Regions from separate parts of the Gossypium hirsutum genome. Here region 2 is linked to region 1. The links are chromatin contacts, called in public Hi-C maps. All regions are on one chromosome and are shown on one strand. Each heading gives the region's core, a stretch centred on a gene start, on an enhancer-like site or on the middle of the called end of the contact. The rest is flanking DNA. Distances are from core to core; before and after follow the strand shown.

What was found. A called contact is a pair of places that touch in the nucleus more often than the background predicts.
Region 2: a Hi-C map of leaf shows a contact between it and region 1, with 1.8 times the contacts expected there. The contact joins the promoter of LOC121210213 here to the promoter of LOC121203111 in region 1. A contact is called at or near these places in 2 of 34 Hi-C or Micro-C datasets (both in leaf).

Annotation. Positions count from the first base shown.
Region 1 is chrA02:99,762,100-99,769,309 of Gossypium_hirsutum_v2.1, reverse strand. LOC121203111 reads left to right here and starts at 1,414. Exons shown (of 10, transcript XM_041082260.1): 1 at 1,414-1,769; 2 at 2,239-2,334; 3 at 2,513-2,587; 4 at 3,086-3,154; 5 at 3,537-3,613; 6 at 3,699-3,787; 7 at 3,872-4,001; 8 at 4,603-4,693; 9 at 4,785-4,850; 10 at 4,971-5,278. The coding sequence starts at 1,566. The coding sequence ends at 5,054. LOC121210124 (4-alpha-glucanotransferase, chloroplastic/amyloplastic) reads right to left here. Exons shown (of 16, transcript XM_041082244.1): 13 at 7,101-7,189; 14 at 6,498-6,542; 15 at 6,266-6,418; 16 at 5,725-5,996. The coding sequence ends at 5,892.
Region 2 is chrA02:100,083,148-100,089,564 of Gossypium_hirsutum_v2.1, reverse strand. It overlaps LOC121210213 (violaxanthin de-epoxidase, chloroplastic), which reads right to left and starts at 4,910. Exons shown (of 3, transcript XM_041082323.1): 1 at 4,458-4,910; 2 at 2,757-4,104; 3 at 2,302-2,673. The coding sequence starts at 4,766. The coding sequence ends at 2,794. It overlaps LOC121217059 (U5 spliceosomal RNA), which reads left to right and starts at 2,549; the gene lies at 2,549-2,665. It also overlaps the pseudogene LOC121210197.

The DNA of each region.
Region 1 (7,210 bases), core at 165-2,664:
GAAATTTTGAATTGAGTCAAATAAAAGGAAAAATTTTGATATTTTTTGGCAAATAAATAGCATGAAAGTCAATTGCACACGTCTATGTAATATCATTTCTAGATGTTGTTCAAAGGTATGAAACTCAACTAGAAGATATTACTAATTTGATTTTGAGAAACATTGAAAAAGCTTGTAATGATTTAATCCTTTTTTTGTTTTGTTTTTAATTTGTTATTGAATTCTATAGAATGATAATGGTCTTTATTTCCCATACATATTAGTTCTTTAACAAAAAAATATTTGAAATTTTATTTTTCTAGAATTTTTATATAGTATTTTCTATTTTTTAAATAATTTTGATTTTTTATCATTTTTATATAGAATTAGGGTCAAATTGAAAGAGAATATAAAAGTTGAGGACTAAAATTGTTATTATACCAACTAAAAAAGTGTTACTTAAAGGTTGAGTGAAAACATTAGTAACCAAAATGAAAATTTACCCATAGTAATAGTGAAATTTATCCTTTATTTTTTATAACAAACCAAAATTCATTTTTACTATTGTTTTTAAAATTAATCTACAAAAGTTATTTGTAATGAAAAGACATGTTACACTTTTAAAGGAAAACTCAAATTTAACTTTTGAAAACGAAATTGTTTGGATAGCAACAAAAAAACTTGAATAACTATTTTTTTGTAAATAGCTACCACTTTATTTTTTAAATTTTATTTTTTGGTAGAATCAATGTATTATTCATATTTATTTTACAATTCATGAAATATTAATTTTTTAAGGGTTTATGGTTGTCCCTCCTAACAACGTCATATTTTATGGTGTGTCATAATCTAATTGTTATTATTATGGTTAACTAGTAGGTGGTTAAAAGAAATGTCATTTTTTTCTCCAAGTATTTAAATTGAGTTTGAATCCTTAGATCATCATTATTTTTGAAAATAAATATAATTCTGACCCAAACAAAATTAGTTGTAGACCATAAAACAAATCTCAATACCCATAGTTATATAAAAATAGGTCAAAATTTGTAGTTAGTCCCTATACTTCTATAAAATTTGAGATTTAATTTATGTACTTTTAAAATTAAAAATCCAATCCTATAACTTAGTCAATTGAAAAGTCCTCGTCCAAATCATCATGGTCATTGATAGTTTATGTCAGAATTTCTAACTTAGTATGTTTATTTTTATGAATCATATGTCATAAGAAGAAGACAAATAGAAAGATTTTAAAGAAAAATACTAACATATTTATTTTCTATCATTCATATATGTTATTAACTAAATCTCAAATTTTGTCAAACTACAATAATGTATATTAACCTAAAAATATTTTATGGCCTTTGATAAAAATGTTGAAACGAATATGAAAAAAAAAAAAAGGGCCATTAAGCTTAGCCAACGTGGTGCAAAAATAACGTTACCTTGCGCTAAAACCCAGCGAATCTTATCCACTCTTTGTAAGTCACTGCAGCATTTTTTCCTTTTCTTTTTTTTTTCATTTCTTAGTTCTTAAGTGAAACATAAAAGGAAAAAGGAAGAATAAAGAAAAGACAACAACAAAGACAATGTTGAATGTGAATAGCATGGCTTCTCTGTCAAACTCAAAGCTTCCATTTCAATATTTCCATTATTATAATAAGCATTCCAGCAAGTGTTTTAAGGTATTAACACCCAGGAAATCAGAGCTGCAACTGCAAATTATAAGGGCTTCTTCTTCAGCTGCTGCTCCTGATGTTGATCTCAACACCCTTGAATCTGCCATTTCCAAGGTTTATTATTCTTTTCTTTCCTTTTTATCAATTTCTTTGCCCTGGCTTGAAACTATTTGAAACTGGGTGTTTAACTTCGGGTTTAGTTTTTTTTTTCTTTTTAAATGAATTAACCTGCTTGTCATTATCATTTGATGGTTGATGAACTATTTGAGATTGCGTATCATTTACAAATCATATATATATTCACCATGTAAGAGGATACCCACTAAGCATCCATAGCTGATTGGTTAAAGCGTTCAACTTATAATTGAAATAAATTCGTAGGTTTAATTCCTACTAAATGCACGTTAATGGGACCCTTCAATAAATCTATTGGAATTTACCCTATATCAATCGAATTTATATATATATGAGATTGGAATTATATACACTGGTTTTCTCTTTTTGCAAATTAGGATATGTGTATGTTTGAACTTGTAAATCCTTTATAAGGTAGTTTGATATGTATGTATATGTTTTGGTTTAGAAAGACAGTGAAGCTGTGAAAGAAGCACTTAATGAGCTGAGTGAAGTTGGATGGGCAAAGAAATGGAGTTCACAGCCGTATGTGTCACGTCGTATGGTCAGTCTCTGATATCAAGTCTGAAGTTATGGGAAAAAGTGATCACTCAAATGTTACCCTGCATACTCATATGCATACGTGTACATGTATACCATACATCTTATCTGTTCATTGCTGTATATATAAATATTTAACCGAGCAAATTAAAGGGGCTTGACTTTGAGATTGTTTGCATCAGACATCTCTTAGGGAGCTGACCAGCCTTGGTATTAAAAATGCAGAAAACCTTGCAATTCCAAGTGTTCGAAATGATGTAAGTATCACAATGCTCATCTTCTAGTTGGGATAATATCATTCTACTCAGGATAATATCATTCTACTTACCTTCCTCATATTTTGGAGTCAGTAGGCTGAGAAGCTCTCACAATGCATATCCTTCACCTAATCGAGTTTTATTTCTGAACTTGGAACTCAATTTGAGATAAAAACAAATTAAGTTCATTTTCTTAGTAAAAAATGAATCTGATTCCAAAACTAAATGTCAACTTGATTATTTGAGTTTGAGAGATTTTTGAATATTAAGTAAAAATGATTTAAAAAGAAAAGCTGCAAGCTACTCAAATCAAGTATTAAGATACTCGAACTTTTGGAGCATAGCTTTTCAAATTAAACCCGAAAGACGTGTGAATACACAATGTCTCATTTACACCTTAGTCTAACCGGAATTTCATCACATAAAGCAATCTTCACATGGTTAAAACATTAATTTCAAATTGCAGTTCATGTATTTGATATGTTTCAGTTGTAACAGGCAGCATTTCTTTTCACAGTTGTTGGGACAACAGGGTTTTTGGGAGTTCTTGCTGGCCAGCTTCCTGGGGTAATTTTAGCTATATATATATATATATGTTCTCTTTTATCTTTGTTTTTCATTTACTTTTCTTTTGCCTATATTTTTTTTAAAATAATGCTTTTAAAATATGAATTATGCGTTGAACACATAATTCTTACTCTTAAAAAAAGTGCACTTATGCATGGAATAGCCTTACACTTTTTATCCCAAAAACTTAAACTACTAAGAAATAATTCAACTATTATATTTAAGTTTTGAATAGCATTATTTACTTATATTTGTATTGGCATTGTTTTCTTTGATGGAGCTGTAAGATTCCAAGGTGGTAATATGTATGAAAAAAAAAAAGAGAGAAAAGTAGAGAAGTTCTTGCTTTTAACTGGTTTTCCGGTTCACACTTTGCCTACAGGATTGGGGTTTCTTTACACCATATTTAATTGGGAGCATTTCTTTGGTCGTTTTGGCAGTGGGGAGCATTTCACCAGGGTAATTAAGTCTAATGCAATTTTTCCTATCCCATGGTTCCAACAATTTTGGTTTACAAGTAACGGTCATTCATTTGCTCCTACAGACTTCTTCAAGCTGCCATTGGAGGCTTTTCATCATTTTTCCCTGATTACCAAGAAAGGATTGTTAGACATGAAGCAGCTCATTTTTTAAGTAATCCCTAATCACGTATAGAATCTAGTGACGTGTGCCTGTGCATGTATATATTCATTCATAATCTTTTCTCTTTGTATGTAGTTGGTTATCTGTTGGGCCTTCCTATCCTGGGGTATTCACTGGATATTGGTAAAGAACATGTCAATCTCATTGATGAAAAGCTGGAAAAGCTTATATATAGTGGACAGCTTGATGCTAAAGAGCTTGACAGGTACTAATCTTGATAATCTGAAAGCTTCCATATAGTATATTATATGGTGCATGAAGCAGTAAAAGTACCACGGAAGCCCTTGTATTAGGAGCCAGATTGTGTTTTACTCCCTCTACTCAAAAAATGAGAAAATTTGTCATGTATGTTAAATCAAAGAGCAAACGGGTCCTTTTGTTAAAACATTCATATATTTCTACTGTTAAAAACTAGTCCTCATACATCAATATCAGGTATACATAGCACGCCATGTGTAATTATTTGATTATTTAGTCAACCATGTCAGTTTTTATTTCCAAAAGAATGGATCAATTTGCTCTTTAACCTAACATACAGAGATTCATTTACCCATTTTTTTATTAAAGGAGACAAAATGTAATCTGACTCTTAATAGAGGGGTTTTCATGTTACTTTTACCTGCATGGGGCCTCAACAATATCATTTGCCATTCCCGGTTATTAGTTATATAGTTAATGATAAGCATACAAAAACATGGTATCATGTGCTTGGGCCACTTCTCACAAGCAACTAATGGGGGCGATAACAACAACTATAGAAGCTTGAAATTAAAAGGAGACTCACTCAACTGCAATGTGTATCTCAGGTTGGCAGTGGTTGCCATGGCTGGACTTGCAGCAGAGGGTTTGAAATATGACAAAGTGGTGGGTCAATCAGCTGATCTTTTCACACTTCAGGTTTTAAAACGGCCCTTTTAGCCAAAGTTGAACTAGATTTCATTAGTTGCTTACCTATTCAGCAACTAACTCTGGTCTGTATTCTCTGCAGAGATTCATAAACAGGAGCCAACCAAAACTGGGCAATGATCAGCAGCAAAATCTAACTAGATGGGCAGTAAGTTACTTAAAGTTTCCTTTCAGCTTCATATTACCATTAAAGGATAAATGAAAGCTAATGTTAAAGGTGAAACTAACACAGGTTCTGTTTGCTGGATCTCTGTTGAAAAACAACAAGGTGATTCATGAAGCCTTGATATCAGCAATGTCAAAGAAGGCAACTGTATTGGAATGCATCCAAGCAATTGAGAACGCTGCATAGGTTTTACCTTGGTGCTCCATTTTATATGCCCAAATTCGGGAAAGAATTCACTCCTTGAAATTTTCTTCTGATTTTCTTTTTATTATTATTAATTTCATTTTCAATACCATTAATCTTGATATTCAATTTATATACCCAAAATGATTGTAAAAGGAAAACAATCAAGTTCAAGTTCAATTCTGTTTTCTATGCTCTCTACATCATGAGTTGAAGTAAAAAGGCAATTTAATCCATTGGAGTAATTTAATCTTTTGTGCATCTGAAACAAGAAAAAGTGTACGTTCTTAATAGAAGAAATTGGTTTTGCTGCTTTAATTTTATTTACAGTTCCTATATTGTCAAATTGCATGAACTCAAATCAACATTGAGATGGATTTTCCATTAAAATACTATCAAATTTACTTAATATCAAATGTATAGGATTAAAATATTCAGTTTCATAGTGCATAGACTAAATTGCACTTTTATCTATGATAAAGGGACTGGTTAAATACTTCAACCAACATGATTCTACTCATCACAGCTTGCTAGTGGGTAGATGCTGAAAACTTACCAAATTAGACAGATAGCGCTCTCAATGAAGCTAGAGACTGATTTCATTACTCTTGAGTAGCAAACATGGCAATAGGCATGCATATATTTAGAAAGTAAGAAATTAACGAGAACGAAATGAAAGGGTATCAAGCTTTTTATTAGTTTATAAATAAAATTCAACTCTAAAACCTCAGTCATCAGCAAAAGAACTTATTCAAAGCTAGACTAGACACATAATGGTGGGGGTGGCACTAAATTCATGTGTAATGACCGAGGAAAAGAAAGATATGAAGCTTTCCTGGACTACTTTCGACCGTACATGGAAAGCATCTCTGTTAATCTTAACGCTTCTTTTTCCAAGCTATCAAAACTCGTGGAATTAGGTATCCTCCAACTCCAGTTTCCATGCTGCACATAGTAGTTACCAAACAAAAAGTTACGGTGAGATGTGTGAAAACCTAGTTTGAATATGAGCCGCTTAAATTACACAAATTACTTTTTCTTTTTTCCCATAATAAAGATTAAAATAGCAATGAAGATTCTGAAATATGGCATCAGAACTTAGACCACAGTTAATGATCTATTCCTTAATCAACAGGTTTCTAGATGCATGAACCTGAACTACCTCATGCTACAGACCATTGTCATATGCACGCATTTGAAGAAATTATGTTTACCTGTGTTGCAGGAATGTTCATCCTGGCAGAACTGTCCAACCCAAGAACATCCTGCATGGTTATGATAGTAGTTTGAGCAATTGAAGAAACTGCAGCTTGGATCAGTGCCCATGAGATCTCATCTTCTTCAGTGATACGAAGATACTTGAATACCTGGGATGAATTTATTATGTAAGACAAATACAAGATGATAAATCCGGTCGGAAGATTTAGCATAACAAAGAAAACTCACGTTGGACCTCTCTTGTTCCATCAAATTGCTCCACCAACCTTGGATCTATGAGACTATCAAAAGAACTATTAGCATGCAATATCTAAGCATTTGGTAAAATAAAAATTTCAAACCAAACCACAATATGCCTTTAGCTCGAATTTATGACTAGTAACATCAAATTTCACACCTCATTGCTCTCTTTCATTCTTCATTCCTACTCTTCTTCCTCCATATTATATATTCAGAGCCAGACAATTTTCTAGATTGGGATGTTTGCTCCAGATATTAGTATTCAGGACAAGGGTGATTACCTTACTGACATTGTTGTTCGTATCTTTTTTCAATATTTTTTTCCTGAAAATTGAAAGAGAGAGGTACCGGCATATCTTTTTGAGTTTTGCCTTCACTGGTTTTGTCTCGATGGTTATTGTGATTTCCATCATTCCATATCCAAAAAATTGTGCTTGTTTTGTTTAAAATTGCATTTGATTAATGAAGTTCGTTCAGATAGAATAAAGTTCCCAAAAGCACCTATTCTTCCTAGCATGTAGCATTCCAACTTTCAAGCAACAATGAAACCAAAAATAAAGAGATCAATGAAGAATCTTTAAGGAGATTTACCGTGTCATTGTCATGTGTTCCAGTGTACACAACTTGATTGTGCTCGTGATTGTGAGGTAAATGAGGGTTGCTAGAGTCACTACCAAAACCTAAACCAAGAGAAAATGGGA
Region 2 (6,417 bases), core at 3,661-6,160, 320 kb before region 1:
AATTAGGTTGTTACAAAGCTCCACGTGCCTAGTTTGATAAATTAAAGCAATTTCTTATCTCTAATAGATTTTTCTTGGCTAAATCTGATGCTTCCTTGTTTGTTAAAGTTGCAACCAAGTCCATCATTTATGTCTTGATTTATGTGGATGGTATTATTATTACTGGATGCTTGACTGATGAGATAAACTGTTTTGTTCAGCAACTGCATAACGAATTTTCCCTAAAGGATTTGGATGATCTTCATTATTTTTTAGGTGTTAAAGTCAGTTGATCATCTACTAGTAGTCTCCACTTATGTTAGTGCAAATACATTCAGGATCTTATTGACAGGTGTTCTCCGGCTAATGCAAAAAAGTGTTCATACGCCAATGATTAGTTCTTCTACATTATCTAAAGATGAGGGTACTCGTCTTGCTGACCCTACTGAATATAGAAGTCTTGCTGGAGCTCTTCAATACGTGGTTTTAACCCGGCCAGATATTGCATATGCAGTAAATCATGTGTGTCAATTCATGCATGCCCCTACTACAGTTCATATGGTAGCGTTAAAACGTATATTGAGGTATTTACATGGCACTATTAGTTATGGGCTAGTGTTTTGTCGATCTGACAAACAATCTTTAGTGGGTTATGCAGATGCCAACTGAGGCCTAGATTTTGATGACCGTCGGTCCACTACAGGCTATTACGTCTACTTTGGTCATACACCTGTCTCTAAAAAGCAGCAAGTTGTTTCTTGCTCTACAGCTGAGGCTGAATATAGAAGTTGGCTACAACTACTAGTGATGTTGCGTGGCTAGTTTCTCTACTTACAGAATTACAAATCGGTTCTACTGATCCTCCTGCTATTTGGTGTGATAATTCCAGTATAGTTGCTGTTACTGCTAATCCAGTGTTACACTCCAAATTTAAACATGTCGAACTTGACTTATTTTTTGTTCGTGAAAATGTGGCTAGTGGCTCCTTTATGGTTGATGAAGTACCAGCATGTGACCAGGTTGCAGATATTCTTACTAAACCATTATCCTTCTCTAATTTTGCTCGGTTTCGAAGTTTACTTCAAGTCTTACCCCTTGAGAAGCTGGATGAATGTTAGAGTAAAGAGATTAGGGACTGTTAGTTTGTTATTAGTCAGTTGCTGAGTCTGGTGTATAATTGGTTAGGAGCAATTATTCATTTTCAAATATATAAACATCATATGTTTAATTGATGAAGGCAGATATGCATACTAAAAAGATTTCTAAGTAAATTCAATTTTATCAAATTGTTCTTTAGTTTAGTATAGTATTTTACAATCCAAAACAATCATTATTAGCCACTAGACCCAATTCAAATTCGTCTTCTGTTGGATTATTACAAACTTATACAACTTGAATGATACGTTTCTACGATGACAGCAGCGACCCTCTTCTCCTTTAGCCATGAAAAAGCTTCACAAACTGCTAATGCCATGGATATGTTAGCCTCCATACACCCATCTCTATAGGCTAAGACTACAGAACCATATTTTTACAAATTACATATACTAGCTCGCATTTGCCTTCTTATATCAACGGATAGAAGGGTTGGTTGTCCAGGGAAATTTAATACCAATAAAAATCATTTATCACTTAATAGTTAACACTTACATTTGCTTCTTTGGCACTAAAGATGTTAATTCTTAGGGATAATACAATTTTTAGCCATTTAACTTAATAATTAAGTCTATTTTAGTATTTTTATATTTTTTATTCATTTTTATACTTGAACTTGTCAATTAGATTCAAGACTGATTAGTTGGGCCTATTGAACTAAAAATAGACTGATATATTAGTTCGAACAAAGTGGTTGAACCAATTTAATAAATTGTTTATAAAATTTTAATTAATTAATTAATTGATTATTATTGATCTAGCAATTATACCACGTCATTATTTAAAATTTTTTATATTTTTTAATTTTCAAGTAATGATGTGGCACAATGAGATTGTGCCATATCATCACACTTATATATATTTTTAAATTTAGGAACCAAAATGAATCTAACTCAAGTTTAAGTATCAAAATAAATTAAAAAAAATACACTAAAATAAATTTAATTGTCAAGTTTAAGTGCAAAAAATTATATTATCCCGGAGGAAATGGCGTACAGGCAAACTTTGCTAAAATCTATAGGTTTAAATTCTTTTATTTATTTATTTCTGAGAAACATTTTATTAAATTAACAAAATAATTTAAGTAAAAGATTACATTCATTTCAAAATCTAAATATTTCAAAGAAAAGTAGGAGATATATTTATTCAAACAAGACAAAAATCCAATAAAAACAAACATAGGATTAGGAATTTATTGTACCATATTAGCTTATAAAATTAGAGGATTAAAAAATGAGAGGAAAACGTTATAGAAAAGTGTGAAATTTAGCAGAGGAGTGGAGAACTGCAGGCCCCTAAACCCTAAAAACAGTCGAAATTGGAGGAAAAGGATCCCACATCGCCTCAATACATAAAACAGCATCCCAACCCACTTCCATAAATTAAAGAGCTAATGGAGATATAAAAATCAAGGAGCCGTGCGGTGAGCACAAAGCGAACTATTCTTTCGCCTTTTACTAAAGAATACCGTGTGCTCGCGGCTCTTAGCGGCATACGCCTATTTTTGGAGGGTGGTTCTATATGGAACGCCTCTATCAACTGTTAGTGAAAGACTTTAAAATTTAGTTTCAGGTATTAAAAATGAAAAAATCAAAATATCACATTCTAACTTCGAAACTCACCTATTCACTCTAGGAATTCATGAACATTAGGCCATCCTTAAACTGAGCTCCAGCTCTGGTCTTTTGCATCAACCATTGAATGTAAACTTGAACCTTCTGGAATTCCTAATGGAGGATCTTGGCATGCACAGTTATCAACCGTATATAATTCCCATTCCTTAATTCCACATTTCTCCAAAGCTGAAGATAATCTGTTGTTCTGTGTCTGTTTAGGGTATGTCCCATCCGGACTAACCAGCACTGCTCCAGTATACGATTGTCCGGCCACTCGTGCTGCCCCATGGTAATGGAACAGACCCCAGCTAAAATTTTCTGATACATCTACGATTGTCCAATACTCGTTCGAAACAACCCCGTTATCCAAGACACTGAAGTAAAATGTCCCTGGAACGTTTGCTCTCTTGACTCGATATTTACGACGCCTCCAAACCAATTCTCCTTCTAAAGTTTTAACCTGAAAAACTGGCTCGTACCAAAACGATCCCTTCGCCTTTCCCCTGTAAAATAGCTGGTACTGACATGGGAACTGATCATAGGCTGGGTTCTGTCCTGCTACGACTCGCCAACTCCAATCCAAACTCCCCAACCAACCAACAAATAAATCTTTGGCGGTTTCATGGCACAAGTCCTTCCCTCGAAACTTAAGCATAGGCTGCACGTACGGCTTTTCGGGGATCTTCGCATCTAAATCAAGACAATTGTTTTTCTGAAGAACACACAGAGAAAATGCTTCTAGTTTCGGACTTTCAAATGAAGCAATACACCGATAATTACACACCTGATCTACAGGGCTGCATTTGTTCAAGCATTGAAGTGCTTTCCTACAATTCGGATCCATAAGACAATCCAATATCTGAGGTCCACAATTCTTCACCATACAGTTCAGGGTTGAAAAGCCCTTTGATCTCAAGTTCTTCAAGACCGGGACTGGCTGAATATAAGCATTGATAATAACCAACAAACAGAACCTTATATCGTCAGAATTACACCGGTCCCATGCCTCCGATACGGTTTGCACAACTTCCTTTGTTTCATCTGTTTTCTTCAGTTGAGAAATTCCCACCAATTTGTCAAAGATACTTCCTTTCATTTCACTGTGGACATAAGAGCCTCCTAATTTGTTAACCAAACCCGGATCGGATTCAAAGCAGATTACGTTAGGGATGTTTCCGCTATTTGTCCCAATCCATTTCACCGAGTCTTGATTAGTAACAGCTACAACTAGCAAAATATCTGCACAAGCCAATTCCTTTTGCAGATCCATGGCTGTTTGATCATTAGATTGATGGAAATTGTCAGGGAAAACAACCATTTCATATCCTTCATCCACCCATTTCAATCTTTTTGCCTGATCAGTAGCATAAACAATCAAGAAACCATATATAATTCCCAAAATAGCACTATCAAAATTCCAGTTGCTCAATAAAAAAGTCCATTAATGTAAATGCAACACTACAAAATAAACTGATAGCTTTTTAGGTTCAATTGCAAGTTTTGCTACACTAAATTAATTTACTATCAATGTTAGTAAAATTGTAAAATCATAGACTCTTTTTTTCTTTATTTTTTTGTCGAAATTTTAAATCTATATGAAAAAAAAGATTTTCCAAATAACTTTCAAAATCTTAAACAAAAAGTAAAATGAGAACGAAAAAAAAATGAATTTGAAGAAAATATCAAGTAAAAAATAGTAACACTTACGGTGTGCATCATAACCTCCTCCCAGGGGGTGCATTTTAATGGGCTGACGCTTCCTTGGCCGACCACTGCCACAATCCTTACCGGCGGGTCTTTTTGCTCCGTCACCGCATTTTTTTCCTTCTCCGTCTTTAGAACCACAGTAACAGTTGGTCTAGAGCTGGAAGTCGGATGAAGTGGAAAACGAGAGGCTCTGAATCGATGGTTTGGCGGAGATAACGCGGTGCGGATGGAGGTGAAGCAGCGTTTGAGCGGAGCACCGGTTTTGGATTTGGATAGAGGTGGAGGCGGAGGTTCCAGAACCAAGCTCATGACTTTACGGGCTTGAAAGGTAAGAGTGGGAGGGAGAGTTACTTGGAACGCTAAACTAAGTAGGATTGAAAATGGTGGTTGGTTGTTAGAGGAGTGTAGAACCCGCCCGCCTTTTCCAACTTGCTAGAACCGGCGTTTCAATACGTGGCGTGTTTCTGTTGAAGGATATGTTAACATACGCTCCGGTCCTCTTAATTTTAATATTAAACAAATTGATCCCTCGAAAAAAAAGATGAAAATAATTTAATCCTGTAAATTTTGAAAGTAAGCAACTAAGGACAATTAATAAAAGCAATAATATTTTTAAACAATTTTACATGAATTTGACTAGTATAATAACAAATTTAGCTCTGATAATTTACACATTCTATCAATTTGATCATAATTTAATAAATTTAACCCACAATATTTTTGCAAATATGTAAATGTTTGAGATTAAATTTGTTGAATTTTTTAAAATCAAACTCAAATTAAAAATATATATATATGTAAACATTGAGGGATAAATTTGTTACTATATCAAAATATATATATTGTGGGTTAATAAATTTAACCCACAATATTTTTGCAAATATGTAAATGTTTGAGATTAAATTTGTTGAATTTTTTAAAATCAAACTCAAATTAAAAATATATATATATGTAAACATTGAGGGATAAAATTGTTACTATATCAAAATTATACACAATTGACGAAAGAGAGACTAATTGACAGTTTCAAAATTAAGAGAGACTAGAGAAGTGTTTTACCCTCGAAATATTAATTCAGAGAAGTTAAATTCTGTTATTAGTCCCTGCACTATCCTTAGATTGTAAATTTAGTATTTATGTCCTAATTTTATCAAATTTAATCCCTATAATTTATAAAATTTGAAATTGAAGTGAATTAGAAAGTTGTGTACTTAAGTGAGCAGTGGTTTGGTGTGGATTATGTTGTAATTTAAAAATATAAAGTTTGAAGTTAGTAATAACATTGAATTTCACCAATTCTGAATCAGATTGGATTGTGTGTATTTCAGCATCACCCACTTTACAGAAGGCATTGCCCGGCGGCTGCATCATCGCAAACGTCAATTCTCAATTCCAATTGTGTATTATAAAAAGAAAACCATAGCAGCCTCTTAAAGATTCTAATCCCATAACTTGTCCATTGGTAAGGTTCATAATAATAAATATTGTTGCACAATCAAATTCTCTATTTTATATGTATTATCTCTATTAATATATTTGTGTAAAATTATTTTAATTTTACATTTTTATATGATAAATATTTTAAGAATGAAGAAATAATAGAGGATACACGCGATTATCACTAAACTTGGCTACAAACTTGTGAATCGTCGTATCCTCGTACTTTTCACAAATGCCAGGGGATGAATGAAATGCATAATCCAATCTTCGAAACCTTTCGTGTATATATATATATGTACAGACTATTTTAACTTAAAAAGCATTTTCAATTGAGCGGGGCGTCACCGCAAACGTCACATTTTCAACTCCAATTATTACTTCTTCTTTTTTTGGTGTGTATAAGAACCCATAGCAGCCTCTGCAATTATCCTCATTCCATTAACTGTCAAGTTATAACTAGAATACCGACTCATCATCTGTCCTTCAATGGCGGACCAACAACAACAACCCCCCCAAGTCC